3 separate regions of the Danio rerio genome follow, and regions 1 and 3 are each linked to region 2. Evidence: chromatin contacts called from public Hi-C and HiChIP or PLAC-seq data. All regions are on one chromosome and are shown on one strand. The core of a region is the stretch at or near the end of the contact, and the rest is flanking DNA. Distances in the headings are between cores, read along the strand shown.

Region 1 (4,747 bases), core at 1,239-3,738, 320 kb after region 2:
AATTTGCAGTAAAAAGGTCTAGCAGCTGTTGTGAATGGTATCTCTTTGCAATAAAAAAACTTAAATATATATTAAAAAAAGGTTTTGAGTTGGATTATTGGTAATTGGGTATCGGCTGGATAGGGAAGCTTTACCTGGACATAGGAAAATTAAGACCTGTTTAAAATGATTTAGGTCCTACAACTCAATATTTCAGTGAACTTAAGACTTTAAGGCCTGAAACTTTGTTTTTGAAATTTAAGACTTTTCAAGACCTTGCAGATCCCCTGGTTCCACACAATGCCTACATGTTGTTTCAACACAATTACTAACTTGCGCGTTTTTTTACAAATTTAAGTGGATTGAACATAAAACAATTATGTTGTCCCAAACAAAACTCAAGAATTGTGTTCTTTCAACTTGTATTAAATAAGTAGCTTGAACAAGAACAACGAACAAGTTGTATCACTGTTATCTGCGAGATGTAGGAGACCTAACCTTTTCGAAACTGCTTATGGTTTACATTTGTGAGCTTCGGAACCTCAAAAAAAATGTGTTTTAAATAAACACATATTTTCAGAGTGGGGACCCCACAATTAGTAACATGAAACTCACTCTCCGCATGTAGGTCCAATTCTCTGGAATCAATCAAAACTCCCAAAGGAACTCCCTGTTCCCCCCCCTTAATCTCCTGGTTTTATTACTTTCCAGACAGAGTCTGCCCATTCCACCCAGCCCCCCATTCCTCTCTTTTGTACTGATCTCCAGCAAAGCCTGTGATTTTTTACCACAGCACATTGCTTTTCATGCAGCAGAGCAGCTTTCATCAGCCTCCGCACGCAAGACAGCCCAGCCGCAAACTCCACCACGGCCTGCTCTCACCCTACGTGATCTTAATAAACAAGCACACCTATCCATACTGTAGTGAAAACATGTTGGACGGAGAGTTAAATGATGCATCGTGCACATTTAGCAAGAGCTTTATAATAATCACTATGAATGAATAGTAATAAAGAACAAACAAAAGATTGATTGATTGCAATTTATACTCTCAAAAATGGCATATTTACACAGCTTTGTTAAGGCTGCTCTTTTTGCAGCTCAATATTCTGTGCCAGAATGTAATGAAATGACACATGAACAGCCCTAAAATAAAAAATGGTAGCTCTGACCCAGCTCAGTTCCTGAATCAAAGGCAAGTCTAATGCAGTGTAACTAAAATGTAACAATCACAATCGTTCTCATGTCGGAGTATGTTTTTATTATTCATAAATGTGCTTAAATTCATCATTTCTTTTATTAAATTGAAAACACTTTGTGCAGGCTTTAAAAGTCTGTATAAATATACAATTTGAGGGCATTCTGCATTACCTTTAGACACTTTTTATCTCAGGTGTGTTTTCTTTTAGGTTTCAAGCTGATGAAAGTAATTTAATTTCACTTTTCAATGCAGAACTGCATCAAGACCAATAAAAAGTGTACATATTCTTCCCAAATGCCCTTTTTAATTTTTTTTTTCAAGCATGCATTGAAAAACAAATTCAACTTCTAGCATATCTGCACTGTACAACAATGTTTAAAATCCTAATATAAACTTCTTATGTGTAGTATGATGCAAAAGAAACACTCTTTAAGCCCAATAGAAATTAGGTTATTAGCCTAAAATGAACAATCATTTACGCTGTTTTCCATCAAGCCAGTTTGGTGACTCATTTGTTAATAATAATGAGATTTTCTATTCAGGTGGACATGTTAAGGTGTTAATGCAGATCATACATTTTCCATAAATTAGATTTTCAGAGCAAATATGAAGACCACGGCTGGATTAGACGTAATGTTTTGATTAATGGGGCTGTCAGCAGTACGTGTTCAATGAACTGGATAAATACCATTGATTTTCAAAGTTAGTTGAGATTAAAATGTTAGTCACACACACTCGTTCCTGCACATATTTACACATATTTCACACTCTTGGGAACAACAGGGAGCGGGCTGCGCCGCAGAAAGTTTGAATGCTCTTCAATCCCATTCTTACCTTTTTCAGCATGTGAAACTGTGATCGTGAGGCAGAAAAGAGAGAGGAGCAGCCGGGCTCCCCGCTCCGCCATCACTTTAAACACGAATAAAAGAAGTGTGAAAAGCCACGGAATCAATCCTTATTTAAAATCCCTCTGATCGTGCGCACGGAGCAGTTCAACAGTGTGAACACATCCGGAACGAGTTACTTCCGAAAGTTGCCGAAGGAAACATGAAGCTCGTTGAGCAGAGACACACGACCAGTCGCAGAAATGCGCTTTGAAACTTCAACAGGCGACCGAGAAAAATCAAAGTCAATCCATATTTCCGAGATTAGACCAACGCCGAGCTGGAGTGTAGCGAAATGCGAGGCGTCAGCGCAGACATAATGTGTAAAGGTGAAGAGAGAGAGAGAGAGTCAGTCCGGACGGTTGGAGATATTTTTCACTGATCTCACTGAGAGAGAAAGAGAGCAGTAGGAATTCAGATCGGAACCTGGGAAAGCCGGAAGTGGATTTCAAAGAGATCGGGATTCACCTTACTTGGCAACCACAAAAGCCTGAAATGGCGTTAAAAATGTTTTTTTCTAGACAACAATTTGAAGTCTTTTTTTTTTTTTTAGATAGATTTATAATTATATTATTGTTAAAAGTGATTTGTTACCACTATCATACCCTCTTATATATAGGGTACGGTAGTGGTTATAAAAATCACTTATATTGTAAACTTTACATTTATGGGGCTAAAATCAAGAAAATCGTTCATTCATTCGTTCTCTTTTTGGCTTAATCCCTTTATTAATCTGGGGTCGCCACAGCGGAATGAACCGCCAACTTATCCAGCATATGTTTTACGCAGTAGATGCCTTTCCAGCCGTAACCCATCCCTCGGGAGACACTCATACACTCTCATTATCACACATATACAATATGAACAATTTAGCTTACCCAATTCACCCATACCACATCTTTGAACTTGTGGGGGAAACCGGAGCACCTGGAGGAATCCCGGGCAAACGCGGGGAGAACACACAAATTTCACGCAGAAATGCCAACTGACCCAGCCGGGGCTCAAACCAGCAACCTTCTTGCTGTGAGGTGACAGCGCTACCCACTGCCCTGCCTAAAATCAAGAAATAATTTTTATTATTGGTTTTAAATTAAACTGCATGGGTCACCCCAAAGTGCAAATTTGCTACTATTTTACTCACCACATAACATACAAGCAGGGGTGAATTTAACCAATAAGCGAGGTAAGTGGCCGCTTAGGGTCCCAGAAAATCTGGGGGACCCCAATAAATATCTAGAAGTATAAATGATCTATAAACAATATATAACATCGTTTTCTATCATATTTTGTATAGTGAGAGTCAAGCTAATAAAATTTGAACACAAATATTATTTAATATGCGATAAAATGTAATATTATTTATTATAATAATGTATCGTTATGTAATGATAATATTATAAAACAAAATATCCACCACCCCAAGTCATGGAGCAGTCCAGCAGTCAAATTTACAAAATTATTTTTAGTTGTAAATTCATTTTAAGGAAACAAATAATTTAAAATGTAGAGAATGCATTAAGATAAAACCTAGAAAAGGGTTAAGTGATATATTTAAAAATAAACAAAATAAATAAAAGTTAAATATAAGTACAAGGGGAGCACCTCAGGACTTGGGCCCCATGGCTGAATTTGCTGAGGGCTCTTAAATCTCTAAATCCACCCCTACATACAAGATCACATATACAATGCAAACAGGAATATTTTTCACGAGTGATTACTAATGTTGGTTAGGTTACTTTTTAAAAGTAGTCTAATTACCAATTACTTCATTAAAATTGTTTTTCAATTACTTTTTCCAATTACAATTACTATTTACCTCCTTGACTCAATACTAAAAGTTAACGTAATTCACAATGCATATAGACAATTAAAATAAACTCTTAAAATTCTTTAAGTTTGTGTTAAACAGGACATTTAAAAAATTTTTATTAACACTTTAAACAAAATATGTACCAAAATAAATGTAGCAAGGTGGCTAAGTGGTTAGCATTGCCGCCTCACAGCAAGAAGGTTGCTTGTTCGAGTTCAGACTGGACCAGGAGGCCTTTCTGTGTGGAGTATGCATGCTCTTCCCATGTCTGCGTAGAACACCTATGGGTGCTCAAATTTCCCTCAGTCCAAAGACATGCGCTAGGTAAATTGGATGAACTAAACTAGCCATATATAGTGCGTGAGTGTTTCCCAGTTCTTATGCTTATACTCTCAGTGCTGTGTTGCAACTAAAATGTCATCTGCTGGTAAAATATATACCTGAGTAGTTGGCAGTTCATTTCAACTGTATGTGGTGTCTTCTGATAAAGCATGGACTAAGCTAAAGGCAAATAAAAATGATGATGTTTCTGATTAATCACATTATATTTCATGCACTATATACAGACAGTTTTTACTGTGCAATGTTCTGACACATTTAATGATCTTTAGTTAAAAAATGTAATTATTCCAACTAAAAATACAATTGCTCTGATTCTCCGAATTGATTTATATGGAACAATTAGATATTTTGTCGTTAAAATACTTAATTTTTTCAGCAGAAAAGTAATCTAATTACAGTAACTATAGTTCTTTGTAACTGATCACACACAACACTCGGGATGGGAGTGAGTTTCCTCATTTAAATGTGCACAGAACACGACTTCTGAAATTGCATTGAATGAACATTTGGTATATCTGCTAGTTTTGACCA
Region 2 (4,475 bases), core at 627-3,126:
TCACAGAGCTTGCTATATGCGTTGCTGTGACGTGCAGTTACATTTTTTGAGAGGTGCGCATCAGTGTTAGCCGCGGCGAGGACTATGCAATGAGCATACGCGTGCGCTTGATGCAGAAGTATAAATCTGGCTTTATTCAAATGACTTATTGAAAGTGAGTCTCTGGTAAACGATTCAAAAATTAAATGAACAGTTCAGTGTGTCTCTGGTAATCGATTCACTGGTTTTACAAACTGGGGTTCAGCATGTAAACGTAGTTTCACGTTTTCACTTGTATTTAAAAATCAAATACTTTTGTACTTTGACACAAGTAATATTGAAATTGAGGACTTAATACTTCAACTAGAGTAATATTTTATTAGGGTTTTATTATCTGTCCTTTCACTCCAGTGCCTGATTTGTGTACCACAACGAGTACTCAAGGGGATGTTATTATTTACATGTATAACTATAAATGTGTGACATTTACCGTTTGCATTTCTGTACTTGGGTAGAGTATGTTTTTCCACTACAACTACAATAATGGACTCAGGGAACCCATTTTGAGGTTACTCTAAAGAACATTAAATGATTAACATCCCAACATAAGGGTGGACAAACACAGTTCTGCAGAGGTTTGATCCAAACACAATCAAATTACACTTATCTGCAGCTTTGACTCAAGTAATATTGAAAATGAGGACTTTATACTTCAACTAGAGTAATATATTATTAGGGTGTCTGTACTTTTTCCATTACTAGTACTCGTACATGTTATCATTTAGATGTACAACTATAAATGTACGACTTTAAGAATTAGCTGAGATATTCACTCTTGCAAAGCGATTAATTGTTAGGTTAGAGCCATTTGCATTTCTGTACTTGGGTAGAGTATTGTTTTGGACTACTACTACAATAATGAACTCAGGGAACCCATTTCGAGGTTACTCTAAAGAACATACAATGATTAACATCACAACATAAGGGTGGACAACCACAGTTCTCCAGAGTTTTGATCCAACCTTAATCAAATATCACCTATCTGTAGCTTTCTAGTAATCCTTGAAGGCCCTTTGAAGTGATTTGAAATTTGTATTTTGCTTTGATGTGTAATTTCATCCGAAACACGAAGTAGCTCCTCCCTTTTGTTAAAAACAGCCAATAAAATCTCGTTTTTATCACAGCTCTGCCAATGAGTGATTGAGCATAAGTGCATCAAAAAAAAAAGCAAAAGAGAAGCGTTTTGAAGAGGCAGAACATGTCAGAAACTAAAGAGCATTTGATTGGTAACGAGATTTGATGAGAAACTGAAGTATAAGGAGATGTCAACAAAATCAAATTGAATAATTTAGGCCGTTAGGATGTTTATATCTTCTAAAAGTGAATTTTGTCACTGTTTTGGAGCACTCAAAACTATATATATTCTTAAGACTAACATACTGATACTAACTATCTCCTAAAAAAAAAAAAAAAAATATATATATATATATATATATATATATACATACACACATATATATATATATATATTTCACTGTGACTTTACAATCTAACTCGCTTGTTCAGGTGTGTTAGATGAGGGTTGGAGTGAAACTCTACAGTACTGTGGTTCTTCAGGAAAGTCCTACAGAAAAGAAAAAAAGGCCAAATTGAGGGTGTCTGGTCCCCGGATCACACACTTACGCTGAGGGGGTTGTGCATCAAAGGGCATCATCATTTTAGGTCTCATCCCCCGACGGCCTGCCAGTGTAGACATGCTGTCCTCTGATTCATGGCCTGCAAATCAGACAGCGACCACCAATCAGACTCAGACAGACTTACCCACCCAACAGGCTCCCAATATAAGCTTTCCCAATGTCAGTTGCCAAGAACTGCAGTAGGATTCTACTGTTTGTCAACTAGAGGGCAGTGTAAACGCACACATCAGAGCTGTAGCACAGGGGAGCAGCAGATGGATATTCACCATTCATGCCACGAAAACAAAGGAAACAAGGCTGCACATCTTTCCATTTAAGCAAGAAACATGCCAATCACAGACAATAGTAAACATGACTTGGAAGCGTCCTTCAGAAGCAGCAGCTGGAATGATGTTATGGATGATGTAGTAGGTGAAATGGTTTAAAGATCCCATGAATTAGCTTCACATTTCTTGTGATCTTATTGAAACCCAATGATGGGGTTGGGCATATCAAAATCCTAAATCTAAAATAGCCTTATGTTAGCATCATAGTACAGCAAAACCAATTTATTGCGTTTTACTATAGAAAGTGAGGGGTCTGGTCTGTTAAACTACTTTATTTATTTCATGGGGTCTTCAAATCAGTGTTCTTACCACGGTAAGAGTTGCGTCTCTGGAGCATAGGATCCATGGAGCCGTCCACCGGCGTGATGTCTTGGGAGGTCCTGGGGATTGGTGTGTCGGTCATGACTGGATTGGGTTCGGGTGATTTGTCTATGGGCTTTAGCTCCAAACGTTCATGGTGGATCCAGAGGTCTGGTGGTTTGAGATCTTTGGAGTTGCCCTTATACTTGTGGGATCCATTGGCGGACTTGCAGGCGGCCCTTTTCCTGGAGATCATATCAAATGGTTTGAGGAAAGCTCGTGGCTAACACATTTATGCCAGGACTGAGGACTAAGACTGATCGTAAATGTGAGATTTGAACTGGAACACTGTGAGGAACTTACTTTTTCTGTTGTGTTGTGGTACGACGTGTACAAAGGAAGGCGCCCACCACCACCACGATGATGGTAAAAGCACCCACGGACACAATGATGACAATAACCAGGATGTGGTTATCACCAGTGCCAGACATGTCTGGTTTCCCTGAAACATGGAAAATCTATGGTCAGAATGTTTATATGGGGGAAAAGTCAAACTTTGAATGTTGGCCTTTCAAGTTTTTGCATGAAAGTTTTGAATGTCAAAACATTCGGACAAAAACAGAAGGTGTTGGTGAAGTGCTGCTATGTGGCTAGGTCATAATATGTAGCTGAAGCATGGCAACAGTTTTGCTAAATGCCAGTTGTGCTAAATGATTGCAAGACACTGCTAAGTGTTTACTATGTTCGTATAAAGGTGTTGTTAGTTTAATGCAATGGTTGCTGGGGGCAAGTTGGTGGTTGTTGCTATTCATCTTAATTCATGAGGTGTAGGGTTGGGTTCATTCACAGGTAGAGTGCTGCTAGGATAAGGAAGGTGTTGCTTGATATTGGACTTATTTTCAGGGACTACAGAAAATAGTTTTACAGCGTTTGCTTGGTGAACAGTGGGGCTAGGATGGACTCTACTTGTTTTGTTTAGAGCATTGCAAGGTGGTTACAAAACACTGCTAGGGTCTTGATTCGTTGTTGGTAAGGTGTTGTTCAAGGGTTGATAGTTGTGGGTAGTTGAAATATATATATATATATATATATATATATATATATATATATATATATATATATATATATATATATATATATATATATATATAGGGGTGGATCATATGTTACTGCTGAGATGTTGCAAGGTGTTTATTGGAGTATTAATAAGTTGCTGATATATTGCTCAAGTGTTGGAAGGAACTGGTTAGGTGTGTTATGAAGAGATTTCTAGATTGTTATTACAGCCCAATGGTTGGACCCGGGGTCACCAAACTTGTTCCTGGAGGTCCTGCAGATTTTAGCTCCAAACCTAATCAAACACCCCTTAACAAGATAATCAAGGTCTGACTAGGTTTACATGAAACTTCCAGAAGGGTGTCTTAGGAAGTTTGAGCTAAACTCTGCAGGGACACCGGCCCTCCAAGACTGAGATTGGTGACCCCTGGGTTTGATAGTCAGACTGTAACCTGAAGGTTACAAAAATAGGATGCCATTAATTGACATACCAGGTCTCGCACCTACAAAAGCCACCTCTTGTTCATTGTGTTACGTCCTATGAGGAGCAAGTAATTGATAACTTAAGGAAAAAAGGCCTAAATTGGCAGATCCTACTGCAGCAAAACCATTTTAAAAAATATTTTGCACCATTTTTTTTCTCTTCAACTGATTTGAGAGTAACTCATGTGATATTCCAGTTCTGTGCATAAATTTAACTCACATCTTTGGGTTGAAACATAGCTACTTTTGGTAGGGACTACTGGGCAGTTTTTATAGCACTGGCAGGTTGGTGCTAGGTCTTTGAGACACTACAAGGGCACTGGTTGTAATAGAATCACTATGTAATTTAAAGAACAGTACTATGGTGTGTTTTTGGTTGTTTTTCTGATACACAGCAAGATATTTGCAGGGTGTATAAAAAAAAATAAGAAGAAGAAAAAACAGCAATTACCAGGTGATCCAAAGCCGTTATCTGGTGCAGAAGGTCTTCCTTGTTTCACAGATATGCCTGGAGCTACGAGAGGTCAGATAAAAATAATTGGAAAGTGGCACATTGGAATCTCCAATTCTCAAGTAAAGTTTACACCAAGAAAAATGTTCCAGTTATTACAAAAATAACAAGCAATTTACACAT
Region 3 (4,597 bases), core at 814-3,313, 380 kb after region 2:
CCTTGATTACCACTAGAGGAAATTTTAGTTGGGTTTATTGGGACTCCATTTACCATAGACCTCTTCGCCTAGGACTAATTGCAGTAGCAGGTGCTAATTTGAACTCCCCATATAAGCCCCATGTTCTGTGTAGTTCAGTGTGAAGTCTTGATTTGCCCTGCAGTCATTACCAAGGGTTTTTCCAAAGTGTTTTGCTTTACCCGTGTTTTGACCCTCCTGGGTTTTGACCTCTTGTTTGTTTATATGGACTGTGATTGTTCTCTGCCTGCCCTGAAGTTTGCCTGTGTAATTCAAGGTGGATGCTGACAAAGAAGTGCGGATACAAATGCAGATGTATGATGCAAAGAAATGGGCGAGGCAGTGGCGCAGTTGGTAGTGCTGTCGCCTCACAGCAAGAAGGTTGCTGGGTCGCTGGTGCGAACCTCGGCTCAGTTAACGTTTCTGTGTGGAGTTTGCATGTTCTCCCTGGCTTCGCGTGGGTTTCCTCCGGGTGCTGGGTTTCCCCCACAGTCCAAAGACATGTGGTACAGATGAATTGGATAGGCTAAATTTTCAGTAGTGTATGAGTGTTTGTGTGAATGTGTGTGTGGATGTTTCCCAGAGATGGGTTGCGGCTGGAAGGGCATCCGCTGCGTAAAAACTTGCTGGATAAGTTGGTGGTTCATTCCACTGTGGCGACCCCGGTTTAATAAAAGGACTAAGCCGACAAGAAAATGAATGAATGATGCAAAGAATGGTCAGGCAAGCAACGGTCAACACAGGGGCAAACAGATGTACACAGAGTTCCGAGTCCAGAGTCGTAGTCAAATAACAGGCGAGTGGTCAGAAGGCAGGCAGCAGACAATGTACATAAACAAAGCAAGGCAAGGGTCTAACATGGCAAAACAAGGCAGGGAAAACACATCGTAACGTTCACAATACTGCTTACAAGACTAAGCAAATGGTAAATGGTCCTTGAAATCAGTTCATAAGCAGCTCCCAGCATGTGTATTCTACTAAATGGGGAACAGGTGCATGTGAGCGGTGCATGACTAAATCTTGTGGTCCATAGACTGGCGGATTTGCAGAGCTTAAGCAATCTGCATCTTAGATCCACTAGATAGCTGGTGATCATAACACCCTGTCTATTGACCTGCCTTTGGATCGCCCATTTGTTGTCTGATTGCAATATCAGTACCATTAATAAAGCAATGCAGATAAATCAACCGGCTTCGGAATCATCACAACACATTGTTTCCAAGTTCTTCTTTTGTAGTTATTTTAGCGAAACTAACTCAGAAGAAACAGCATAGTAATGTAACATTACAATTCCTAAACATTAACATTGTATGGTAAGGGGTTACTTTTAAATAACAGTAACAAATAATCTGTAATGTTTAACAGTTTGGAAGTAGCTTGCATAAAATTAATGATAATAGAAATCACCCAAATTCATTCATTCATTTTCTTTTAGGCTTAGTCCCTTTAATAATCCGGGGTTGCCACATCGGAATGAACCGCCAACTTGTCCAGCACTTGTTTTACGCAGCAGATGCCCTTCCAGCTACAACCCATCTCTGGGAAACATCTATAAACACTCATTCACACACATACACTACGAACAATTTAGCCTAACCAACTCACCTGTACCACATGTCTTTGGACTGTGGGGGAAACCGGAGCACTCGGAGAAAACCCACGCGAACGCAGGGAGAACATGCAAACTCCACACAGAAACGCTAACTGATCCAGCCGAGGTTCGAACCAGCAACCTTCTTGCTGTGAGATAACAGCACTACATACTGCGCAACTGCGTCGCCAAAATCACCCAAATAGCCCTGAAAAAAACATAATATCATAGTTAAAGAGGTACAGTATATCAACAGCCAACACAATACCTGTTCATGACTAATTCTCCTGTACTCCAGCAATATTATCCTGCTCACTCACCGACTGCTTGAGTAATACTTGAGTCTGTGTTAAGGTGGGCCTTAGGGCAAGTGTGATGTATTGAACATAATAAGTAACAGGTGTGTGGGCTGGAGGGGGTGTGAGGCTTCCAGCTGTCCCAGCAGTCTCAGGTCATGTCCTCCCCATCTGCCGCTTCAGCTCCCTGTGTTTCCCAACACCTGAAGTGCGTCTGTTAGGTGATGCCCTCGTTCTTTCAGCCAGGGGTCAGAACCCTCTCCACTAATGCTGCCAGTCCTCAAGAGGAGGCTGGAACCCTGTTGCTCATCCAATGTGTCTCTCTGAAACACATTTATGAAAGAGAAAACAGCCTTTTAGTGGTGGTATTATTTAGACAATAACAATATGCATTTTTAAACATGTTTCTTAACATAATAGTTTTAATAACTCATTTCTAATAACTGATTTCTTTAACCTTAGCCATGATGACAGTACATAATATTTTAGATATTTGTCAAGATACTAGTATTCAGCCTAAAGTGACATTTAAAGTCTTAACCAGGTTAATTAGGAAACTCACTGTATAATGATGGTTTGTTCTGTAGACAATAGAAAAGAATATGGTTAAGAGGGCTAATAATTTTGACCATAAAATGGTTTTAAAAAAAATTAAAAACTACTTTTATTCTAGGTAAAGTAAAACAAGTAAGATTTTCTCCAGAAGAAAAATTATTATAGAGAAGATTGTGAAAATTCTCTTGCTCTGTTGAACATAATTCGGAACATTTGAAAAAGTCTGAAGTTAAACTGTATGTCCTAATGTTTGTATATTTGGTCTTTGGCAGAATACAGTGCTGCCGGGTGAGCATGTATTTGAAATGCAGCCATACGAAATTCTGGCTACATAATTTGCGATGTCTAAAAATGTATATAGGGCTACGTTTTCAGAATGAGCCAATGATGATATTTTTGCACCCTCAGATATTTAAATATAAATCTCGACCAAATATAGTACTTTACTAACAAACCATACACGAATGGAAAGATTATTTATTCAACTTTCATAATGCATAGATCTCCATGGCAATGAGATGCATAATCTCAATATATATATATATATATATATATATATATATATATATATATATATATATATATATATATATATATATATATATATATATATATATATATATATATATATATATATATATATATATATATATAAATATAAAACTGACACCTGTTATGACTTGTTTTGTAGTCCTGGGTCACATTTAAGTTTCCAGAAAAAAAGTTTTTAAATGCTTAGTTCACCCAAAAATTTAAATTTTATTAATTACTAAAATATTAAAAATTTTAGATGAAATCCAAGAGCTCTCTTATCCTCTATGTCTGTTTACTATGGGCAATGGGATGCTTGCATGTTGGCCTGCTGACTCTAATTGCAATACAATGTAGTAACCATAGTAAAAATGTACCAAGCCTTTTGCAGAAGAATATATATAGGCAATCAAAATAGTTTTACAGTTTTGTTTTTGGCACTTAAATGTGTTCTTGGAGCTTCGTTTAATTACAGTTGCACCACTAAAGTCATATGGAATTGACAGTGTTAATGGTTTCTTTTCTGTACCTTGAATTTCTAAGGAAGCTTGCTGTCTATAGAGGATGAAAGACCATCGGAAGTATCATTATTTGTGTTCTGATGAAGAACGGTCTGATGAAGATCTTTTTCCACTTTAAAAAAACTTTTTTGGCATGAAATGTTTGGGAGTTGAAAGGTTCTTCATGGAACTGTTGGTGCCAATAAATGTGTACATGTATACCATTTTAAAATCTTTATTCTTAGATATGCAATAAGGTCAGCTGCATGAATATTTTGTTCCTTCTTTTTCCATCGCTAATGTTTGACTGCAAAAAAGTTTTGTTTTAAAAGCTGCTCCAGGGTAAACATCATAGCTTCCAGCTCCAACAACAATCAGACCAGAGTAAATCACTAAATTTTTCATCTGCTTTATCTGCAACTGTCTCCTAGTCTGACAACCTTAATTCAAATTATGCCTGTTTGAATGAAATCGATCCAAAGAGGCATAATTTCAGACCTGACCAGAAAGCAACCCCTAGCAATGCAATTATGTTTTAAGGGCATTTGTTACTTGTCCATAGGCTCTCTTAAACACAGTAATTGCATTGCCCGGTCGCTCTAGCCAAGTATTTATAACAATGCAATGACCGCTTAGGGAGCTATTACAGTGTAGGGCCGGCTGTGATTGATGGGATATCAAAGTGACCCCACCAATAGCCTTTTGCAATAAATGCAGCCTTTGTTCATGTGAGCAGAATCCAACACTCTTACCTGCAACCTGAATGATCAAAATGGTGCGTAGACTCGCAGCTTTTTAGCACTTTTTTGGGGTATTAAATATACTTTCTTATATTCTAGAACTGAACTAGAGAACTAGCCTCACACTAATTTGAAACAGAGGCTGTGTCCGAAATCGAATACTTTCATACTATAAAGTATGTTAAATGCAGTATGTGAGAAGTAACCGGATGACCTACTACTTCCAGAGAGATTCTGAAGTGTGCATCAGATTTACGCTACAGTTTTCCATGATGCCCCGCAAGAGAATTCATGAATGGGAATAGGCAATTTCAGATAAATCTTGTTGTCAAAAATATGCAAATAAGAACATATCACACTGTTATA

Evidence for each region. A called contact is a pair of places that touch in the nucleus more often than the background predicts. HiChIP or PLAC-seq counts read pairs in DNA pulled down with a chosen protein or histone mark.
Region 1: a contact with region 2 is called in an H3K4me3 HiChIP or PLAC-seq map of embryo, with 6 times the contacts expected there. The contact joins the promoter of neo1a here to the enhancer-like site in region 2. A contact is called at or near these places in 4 of 18 Hi-C or Micro-C datasets (caudal fin, embryo, fibroblasts and 1 more) and 2 of 4 datasets of contacts at active chromatin or transcription factors (caudal fin and embryo).
Region 3: a Hi-C map of embryo shows a contact between it and region 2, with 3 times the contacts expected there. The contact joins two enhancer-like sites. A contact is called at or near these places in 5 of 18 Hi-C or Micro-C datasets (caudal fin, embryo, skeletal muscle and 1 more) and 1 of 4 datasets of contacts at active chromatin or transcription factors (caudal fin).

What each region holds. Positions count from the first base shown.
Region 1 is chr7:68,706,888-68,711,634 of GRCz12tu, reverse strand. neo1a (neogenin 1a) reads right to left here and starts at 2,488. Exons shown (of 29, transcript NM_173218.2): 1 at 2,015-2,488. The coding sequence starts at 2,087.
Region 2 is chr7:69,030,367-69,034,841 of GRCz12tu, reverse strand. neo1a (neogenin 1a) reads right to left here. Exons shown (of 29, transcript NM_173218.2): 22 at 4,293-4,355; 23 at 2,666-2,804; 24 at 2,312-2,547; 25 at 1,663-1,755. Among named protein-coding and RNA genes, the nearest start is that of rps17, 21 kb to the left of the region's middle. Within about 2 kb of position 1,876, at least 3 of the 62 cell types and tissues checked have an H3K27ac peak or open chromatin away from gene starts, as enhancers often do.
Region 3 is chr7:68,647,662-68,652,258 of GRCz12tu, reverse strand. LOC110439947 (a long non-coding RNA gene) reads right to left here. Exons shown (of 3, transcript XR_002459297.3): 2 at 1,930-2,228; 3 at 1,624-1,817. Among named protein-coding and RNA genes, the nearest start is that of chrna7a, 26 kb to the right of the region's middle. Within about 2 kb of position 2,063, at least 3 of the 62 cell types and tissues checked have an H3K27ac peak or open chromatin away from gene starts, as enhancers often do.